Linked DNA regions of Triticum aestivum: region 1 is linked to region 2. A link is a contact called in public Hi-C data. All regions are on one chromosome and are shown on one strand. The core of a region is the stretch at or near the end of the contact, and the rest is flanking DNA. Distances in the headings are between cores, read along the strand shown. Region 1 holds the start of LOC123058522 (profilin-2). Region 2 holds the start of LOC123061961 (probable glutamate carboxypeptidase LAMP1).

Region 1 (4,735 bases), core at 2,191-4,690, 200 kb before region 2:
GGAGGCAACTTTTGTACTACCGTAGGCAACTTTCAATTAGGGTGTGCACCATCGTCATCTATCATATAGATGTTCTTTTGAGTTGGTTATAATGACTACCAAATTGCCTAGCGTCATGTGTAAGTTGCCTACCATGACTAGCTATCAACTTTGCTGTTATATGAAGCACTTGTTGCCAGGTTGCCTATCATGACTATATATCGACTCAATGCTCTTACAAAGTTGGGTATCACGATTGTCAAGTTTCCTGGCGTCAACTATGAAGTTGCTTTTGATGAACTTATTTTTTCAAGCAACTTTGTTGGCACATAGAGGCAACTTTTGAACTACAGTAGGCAACTTTCACCCCCGATGTTCTTTTGAGTTGTAATGACTGCCAAATTGCCTAGCATGACATATAAGTTGCCTAGCGTCAATTATGAAGTTGCTTTTGATGAACTTATTTTCTCAAGCAACTTTGTTGCCACATAGAGGCAACTTTTGAACTACAGTATGCAACTTTCACCCCGATGCTCTTTTGAGTTGGCTATAATGACTGCCAAATTGCCTAGCATGACATATAAGTTGCCTAGCGTCAACTATGAAGTTGCTTTTGATGAACTTATTTTCTCAAGCAACTTTGTTGCCACATAGAGACAACTTTTGAACTACAGTAGGCAACTTTCACCTCGATGTTCTTTTGGTTGGCTATAATGACTGCCAAATTGCCTAGCATGACATATAAGTTGCCTAGCGTTAACTATGAAGTTGCTTTCGACGATCCTTTTTTTCTCAAGCAACTTTGGTGCCATGAAGAGGCAACTTTTGATTAGGTTACTAATGTTCTTTTGAGTTGGCTACCATGACTATCAAATTGTCTAGTATCACGTGTAAGTTGCCTACCATGACTACCCATCAAAGTTGTTGCTACATGACCCACCTTGTTTCTTATCATGACTACCAATCAACTCAATGCTCTTATAAAGATGGCTATCATGACCTCACATTGCTTAGCGTAACCAATGAAATTGCTTCTGATGAAAATATTCTCAAGCAACTTCGTGCCACGGAGAGGCAACTTTTGTTTTACAGTAAACAACTTTCTCTTAGGTAGTGTATCATGATCACTTATCATCCAAATGTTCTTTTGAATTGGCTACGATGACTACCAAGTTGCCTACAATCACCTATAAGTTGCCTACCAAGCTGCCTACCATCACGTGTAAGTTGCCTACCATGGCTATCTATCAACTTTGATGCTACATAACGCACCTCGTCACTAAGTTGTCTATGATAGCTACATATCAAATCAATGCTTTTATAAGTTGTCTATCATGAACGTCTACTTGCCTAGCGCCACCTATGATGTTTCTTTTGATGAACTTTTTTTCTTGTCAGATATACAACTTTGGTGGACAGGAAGGCAACTTTTGAAATAAGATAAGCAACTTTCGGTTAGGTTATGTATCATGGTCGCCTATCAGCCCAATGTTCTTTTGAGTTGCCTAATATGACTAACAAGTTGTCTAGTATCACATGTAAGTTGGGTGCCATGACTACCTTTCAACTTTGGTGATACATAAAGCACTTTGTTGCAATGTTTCCTATAGTGACTACCTATCATCACAGTGACGGTCAAGTTGATTAGCATCGCATATTAAGTTTCCTTCAACAAACTATACTACATATCAAATCAATGCTTTTATAAGTTGACAAAAGGAAAGGGCAGCCTCCCTACTGACACATACTTGCCAAAGTGTTGGTTACAACTTGCCTGATCACATAGAAAAATTTGCCTAAAGAAAAAATAGTTGCTCATGCTGATTATTCACTTCGATTGGGTTACCTAGTGCGAAGCAACACACACTAGTCTGCATCATAAAACAAAATGAAAAATGGGCACAGTTCAAAATGCACCACGAGTTCTACTTCTATTACAGATACAAAGCCAGTTTAGAATTTACAGCGAGTATACGAACGGTAGAACTTCTCGAATTCCTTCAGTGTGGGAGCACACTCCACCTTCTCAAGCAACACTCACCACCTAGCAAAAAAGTGCCCTGCATCAATCACACAGGCAATACAGATAGGTTCTGAAAACTGCACATTTCAAAAATCTTTTCTTCTTCAATCTCATATGTGGTCAGGCCCTTGTTTTTGAGGAAGGAGAGGAACTTGATGGCGTTCTGGACGTACTTCCCTCAACGGCTGCGTCTGCAGCAGCGCCTTGAAGGCTAGCTGCGGCTGCATCTCGCCACCGTCGGCGTCTGCTGCTACTAGGTGCGACGGCCGAGCATTTGCTGGGTGCGGCGCTCATCTCTGGGAGTAGGTAAGAGGAGGAGGCGGCGGCCGGGGTTGTGCTTGGTGTGGCGCGCGGCGCCGGGAGGAGGATCAGGGCGGCATCCGCTTAACCAGGAGGAGGAGCACGACGGCGGAGGGATGCGTGGCCTGGAGAAGGAGCGGGCGGCGGACGCATCTCATGGGAGGAAGTGCAGGCGGCTGGTGGTGGAACGACGAGCAGGTGGGATGAGTGGATAAGGTGCGGGAGGTGGGCGACGCGTATGTTGTTTTGTCGATAGTGCGTGCGCTCGGGACGACTATCTGTTGATGCTAAGTGCGTTCGGTTTATTCGGTTTACATGGTCCAATTTATACGGTTTTTCAGTTTGTACGGTATTAATACTTCGGTAAATATGGTATGAAATTAAAATACGGTTCGGTTTTGGTATATACCAAATTATTTCGGTATGGTTTCGGTATATATACCATAAAAACCAAAGTTGACGCGAATTTGGAAATGATGTAATAATAATTAGCAAATTTATGACTCAAAACACATACTATTCTACACAAATAGTATATGACTATATATACAAGTATATATGCATGCATTGATTCATCTGTTGATGGTTATGGACGTGCTTAGCATTTTAAAAATAGAAAAATGACTATGTTACAAGAAAAAAGTACGTGCTTAGTAGTGCATTTGACTCATGTACAAGAAAAATGGCAACTTGTATGGTTGTTCATCTCAAGAAATATAAATTTATTTTTTACTTCGGTTTATTCGGTTAACCGTTCGGTTTTCCGGTATATACCATAAAAACCAAATTCAAATTGGTATGAAAAGTTCATACCATACCGAAATCAGAAACCATAAAAACCATAAAATTGATTGGGTTCGGTTTATTTTCGGTATGGTTTTTCTGTTCGGTTTTTAAATGCACAGAGTGACCAATGGCAAGGCCGAAATTGCGGCCGAATCCACGGGTGTGTGCGACGTACGTACGGCTGTGGGTGGGGCTCATGTTGATGGCAGCGCACCGAAGGAGGCGCGAAGTTGAAGGGCGAACTCAGGATGGATGGGTGGTTGGGACGAAGCAGCAGTTGGGATCCAGACATTTCCCCCCTCGGCCTCTTCCTCTCCTCTCCCACCCTATTTATACCGGCTTCCGCCCCCCGCGATTGCACACCCACCGCCGGTTACGTGCGCCTCGATCGCCACCGCGACAAGCCGCAGCAGCAGCGAGAGAGACCGATCGACCCCGTTTCCTTGCCGGAGCGCCGCCGGGGAAGGCGAAGATGTCGTGGCAGACTTACGTGGACGAGCACCTGATGTGCGACATCGAGGGCCACCACCTCGCCTCCGCCGCCATCCTCGGCCACGACGGCACCGTCTGGGCCCAGAGCGCCGATTTCCCGTCGGTACGTCGAACCCACTCGTTGCTATTTGGCGCCTGCATGAGCCATGCATGCGCCGACGATCTCTGACATGTTTGCATGCGTGATCCAGTTCAAGCCGGCGGAGATGGCCAACATCATGAAGGACTTCGACGAGCCGGGGACCCTCGCCCCGACCGGGCTGCTACTCGCAGACGCCAAGTACATGGTCATCCAAGGTGAACCTGGCGCCGTCATCCGCGGCAAGAAGGTAACCATGCATGCACGTCGGACCCTTCTCATCTCTGCCCTCACCGACCAAACCAAACGTAAAATCAATCGCCGTTGGATCGGATCCGTTCCATTCCGTCCGTGATCGCAGGGCGCGGGAGGCATCACCCTGAAGAAGACCGGGCAGGCGCTGGTGGTCGGCATCTACGACGAGCCCATGACCCCGGGGCAGTGCAACCTGGTGGTGGAGAGGCTGGGCGACTACCTGGTAGAGCAGGGCATGTAGACGACGACGACGACCACGCCACGCCGCCGCAGCACCAACAATACTACCGGCCAAAAGACACAGTAGATCTCCACGCGCACGCATATGGGATTGTGGTTCAATTTCTCTCGCATCCTCCTCTAATCCTCTCTCCCTGTCCCGGCAACTACTTACCACCCCTCTTGATTCATCCGCGATATTTTCCCCCCTTGTTTCATGATGATGAGCCGTTCGTTTCGGCTAATAATTTTGATTTTTCTCTCCTATACGTATCGTTTTGGTCATTTGGGTTGCCCGTTTGAGTTGTGGATCCGGAACAATATATATATGTGATTGCCATTGGTATTTTGCAATATACGAGAATATTTATGTGTATTCCATCGTGTGGTCTGCCTTTTTTTTAGCTGTCTGCTTCAACTCCATATACATCGTTCCTATTCTGCTCCTGCAGGATCGTTTGAAGAAAAAAGCAAACAATATATATTTTTTCGGTTATGCAAGAAAAAAAAGATATTCACTGAGGAATCCACTCAAATTTGATGCGCATAGACTCTTTATTGGGCTTATTAAAAGGCCATAGCCATTTTCGGCGGGGGGACGA
Region 2 (4,428 bases), core at 1,151-3,650:
AATCCGTACTCTTCTGCATCCCAGCTACAGAAAATGATTGTCCTTCGAGGTCTCCACCCTTGCTTTTGCAGCATCGAAAACCTTTGTGCTAGCTAGATGGACAGCAAGTGAAGTTAGCATGTTCAAGATTTGTGCTGATAAGTCAATTCCGATATTCAGAAAAAGCGGTCAGTATTAGTGTATTATGCCACGGTGCAGAGTTCAGAGAAAAGAACAGCCTACTGGATTGCTTAGAGAACATATGTTATAACACAAGAATCACCTCGATCATAGCTGCTGTTCCGCTGTTGGGGTCGGCGGCTCCGAACGTCCAGGCATCGCGATGGTTTCCCAGGATAACATATCTGTGTCATGAAAAGTTAAAATTGGTTAGCTTAGTCACATCCTTCATAGTAAATAAATAAGACTGGAACTGCTTCTCCTAACTGCAGATTGGCACGTCTGTAATATCGTTGTACCAAACCATGACGAAGTTGGATCAAATTGTTTGCTTCCAAGCAAGCTAGCTTGAGCAAAATAAAATAAAATAAAATGCAAGTCGGACTTGTGTACCCCATAGCCATTCGAGAATACAGGTTTATCACGGCGAAAGCAACAGATCAAATTTCTATATACAAAGCACAAATCAAGTGCCCCCATAGCCATTTGAGAATTCAGATTGATAGTATGAAGCTGGAGTAGTTGAATCTGAATAGGAGCAGATCAGATGCACCGTTTTGAAATATAGAAAGGGCGTAGCCGGAGAACTTTCTGATCAGTAAAGTGGAGCCCAAAGTGGTATGGGAATTAGGAAATCGTGCCACTTGACTAGGTTATTCAATTCAAAAAAAGAATTGGATGCACCAAGCAAGCAAAATAAGATGCACTTGACAGGAATATCATATATCTTACGGGGTGAAATTAGCTACACCTGAAGCTGAAGGTCTACGAATGGTCCAAAAGCAGTGCTCGGTATTTGGAAGTGCTCAGGCACGATGCATATTTTACTTCAACTTGCAGTCTAATAGAAGCTTCCGCGACAAGGCAGCGGAGGCATTTTAAAACCGAAAAGTTACACTACTAGTACTTGATGATGGTTGATGATGCAGGATGAGAGATAATGAGTTACCTGTCCGGCTCTTCTGCGCCTTCGATCACCGCGAAGACATTCTCAATCGTCGCCATCGTATCATTGCCCTGCAAATTCCAAGCAAAAGCATCGTACAACAATCGCACCTGAAAAAGAATCTGGCAAACGAGACAAAAGCGCCTCGAATTTAACGTACTTGATACGTCAGGTTCAGCACGGCCGGCCCTGGGCCAAGCCGGTACGCGGGGCTGCCGTCCCGGCCCTGCCAGCCCGCCGGCGCCTCGGCCCCGCCCAGGACCCGCTGGATCTCCGCCGCGTCCCGCGCCGACACCGGGAGCGCCGGGATGCCCGGCATGTCGTCGGTGGCCATGGCGTCCTCCACGCTCACGCGCTCGCACCCCTCGGACGACGCCCACATCGGCGTCGTCGGGTCGCCCACGCCCCGGAACAGGCTCCCCACCTGCACGCCGCTCGGGGGCAGCCACCGCGAGTCGGGGAACGTCCCCTCCCCGGCCGGGCCGCCGTACTCCAGCGGGTCGGGGTACACCAGCGCGGCCGCGGCGCCCGCCGCGCGCGCGTTGTGCACGATGTCCTCGCAGTGGATCCTCCCGTACCGCGCGAGCGCCACCTTTCCCGCGACGTCGACCCCGCGGGAGGCGAGGTAGGCGAAGTCCTCCTCGCGGCCGTAGTTGGCGTACACGGCCTCCGCGGACACCGACCCGGAGGCGGAGTAGGCGAAGAAGGTCGGGGTCACCTCGGCCGCGGCGCGCGCGTAGGGGTCGCTGGGGTAGGTGTCCTGGGTGAGGGAGAAGGGCTTGGCGGCGCGGCCGGGCCCCGCGGAGAGGGAGAGGGAGCGGTGGACGGGGTAGGAGAGGAGGACGGAGTAGGGCGTGATGTGCGACGGGATGGAGAGGGAGGAGAAGGCGTGGAGGACGTAGGCGGCGGTGAGGGAGTTGGCCTTGGTGCCGGCGACGTGGGGGTGCAGGGTGAGCGCGCGGAGGTGGGAGGCGGCGGTGTTGTTGGAGCCGAGGGAGAGGAAGAGGGAGCCGAGGTTGGGGGACGGGGTCGGCGGCGAGCGGAGGACGGCCAGGAGGAGGAGAGCGGCGGCCGCGGCGAGGGCGGCGAGTATGGAGGGGAGGAAGCGGCCGCGGCGATGGGGCTTGAACGGCGGAGGCGAGGGGGAGAGGAGGGAGGCGGCGTCGGGGCGGGACATGGCGGGAGACGGGGGTAGCTGGGAGGGAGAGCGGATGCAGGGAAGGGGTCAGTGGTAACGACTAGCTGCATTTGAAGTGATGATGGGTGCTCTGCTTTGCTCTGTTTCCACACCACCGAGATGGCCGCCTGCCGTTTCTTAACTTGCGGCGATCGCGACGTCTTGTATTGCGCGATGGCAATGCTAGCGCTGCACCTGCCGGCCGTGCGGCAACACTACGTACCACGGCATCATTTTTGGCCTCCTTCGCTCGGTTCGGTCACGCTCAGCTAATGCATGCTGAAAACCATATTCTATATTTATTTATTTTTGTCAGGGATTTTATATTTAATTTGGTTATTCATAAAATGCCAGCCTGTATTATAGGAGAACCACTAGCACGCAATTTAGTTGTAAGCACCTGTGGTTACGTGCAAGATATGTGGTGTGTTAACTTTTCGTTCCAGTGATGAGGTTACAAGGACACACACTTATATGCAGAACAGAGCAATTTAAACAACTATTCACACTACATTTGGGACTACAATAATAAGATTGCTCATAATAAAAACACGGCCTAAGCAGATAGCTATATTAGACACAACATACGGACTAAATAAAACACATTAAACATCCAGGATCAAGGCAAGTGCTTCGTCGTGCTTCTTGCACTTGGCCACCACCTCTTGCATCGAAAAGGTTGAGGTTGTGCGCCTTGAAGGTGACGAGGTAACCCACCTTCAGTTGGTGAGCTGCGGCGAAGCCCACCCACCCATTATCAAGGGCTAACCTTCAGTTGACCTCCCGGAGCGTGACCCTCTAGTTGCAGCCGGTGTCCTCAGAACGACTTTCGGTGCAATGTTGGTCATGTGCTTACGGAAGCCATCGGGGATTCGCAGTAATTCCAACACATGCGCTAAGATCACCTTATAGAAGTCCGTTGGACCTGCATCCTCATGAAAATGGCCGAAATTCGCCGCCTTGACCTGAAGCATCTTTGACGCACTGACCTCTGCCACCTCCTTGCCCTTCGACCAGTTACCCTCGGCAACATTGCTGAGCACAAGCTTCCCAACAGAGCACTGCAATGATGACATGAACAAGATCAATGAATGAACATGTAGCATGGACTGATCACGAAGATCAACACACTAACACGTATAGCCAACTACCATTGACATGGAAAACATTGAAACTACCGCACTACCATATAAGCAAACTCCTGATCTTGCCATTAGAAATCGTACAACAAGATTAAGAGTTTTCATGCCAACATGCACATGCCCAATTAGAGCCCTATCAAACCCTTAATCGATCCCAATATCGACACCTAAACCCAACCCAATATTGACACCCTAATTTGACCGGGCATAAACACCCAAATCAAGTGCCCTCCTTGCGTTCGCTTAGCCCTGGTCTTGGAAATATGTCCTAAAGGAAATAATAAATGTATAATTATATTTCCATGTTCATACTTCAGTTTATATTTATGCGATATTATTGTATTGGTTCTTGAATATGAGATTCCGGGGAAAACTCAATTACATGTGGGGAGTTATAAAGACCAAGTGAATCCTCAGCCATGCCTCCAGGACTAGCTCATGTATTGATGATTATGATATTGTTTTCCTTATCATGGGAATTGTTAATCGCTTGCGGGGATCGAGCATCGCCATTAATTACCATGCATGTTGATGCACATGATCCCTTTTTTCATGGGACACGGCAATGGTGGCCCTTAACCCACGCTCGCACGACAGATTGATAATTGGGCCAATAGCGCCACATGGCTCGGTCGGCCCATAGATAAGAGTAATCCCTGCTGATAAAGCCCTGCTAGATCTTCATCGGATCCCGAGCGTGGGAATATTTCGCGACTCAATTGCGCGGGAATGTTTCCGGACTACGATTCAACATGGATACATCCAGACGCTTGTGAGAAGTCGAGTGTTGGAAATTTGCCCTAGAGGCAATAATATTGTATTATTATATTTCTCTGTTCATAATTAAGAGTTTATATTATATGCTATAACTACTATGATCCTGGAATATGTGATTCAGTGGACCAAATGAATCCCCAGTCATGCCTCCAGGACTAGCCCATGTATTGATGACTATGATCGTGTTTTCCTTATCATGGGAATTGTTAATCACTTGCGAGGATCGT

The links. A called contact is a pair of places that touch in the nucleus more often than the background predicts.
Region 1: a Hi-C map of leaf shows a contact between it and region 2, with 4 times the contacts expected there. The contact joins the promoter of LOC123058522 here to the promoter of LOC123061961 in region 2. A contact is called at or near these places in 2 of 5 Hi-C or Micro-C datasets (both in leaf).

The regions. Positions count from the first base shown.
Region 1 is chr3A:518,478,609-518,483,343 of IWGSC CS RefSeq v2.1, reverse strand. It overlaps LOC123058522 (profilin-2), which reads left to right and starts at 3,440. Exons shown (of 3, transcript XM_044481236.1): 1 at 3,440-3,683; 2 at 3,772-3,909; 3 at 4,021-4,509. The coding sequence starts at 3,561. The coding sequence ends at 4,155.
Region 2 is chr3A:518,273,420-518,277,847 of IWGSC CS RefSeq v2.1, reverse strand. It overlaps LOC123061961 (probable glutamate carboxypeptidase LAMP1), which reads right to left and starts at 2,400. Exons shown (of 12, transcript XM_044485252.1): 1 at 1,266-2,400; 2 at 1,109-1,176; 3 at 263-344; 4 at 1-92. The coding sequence starts at 2,282.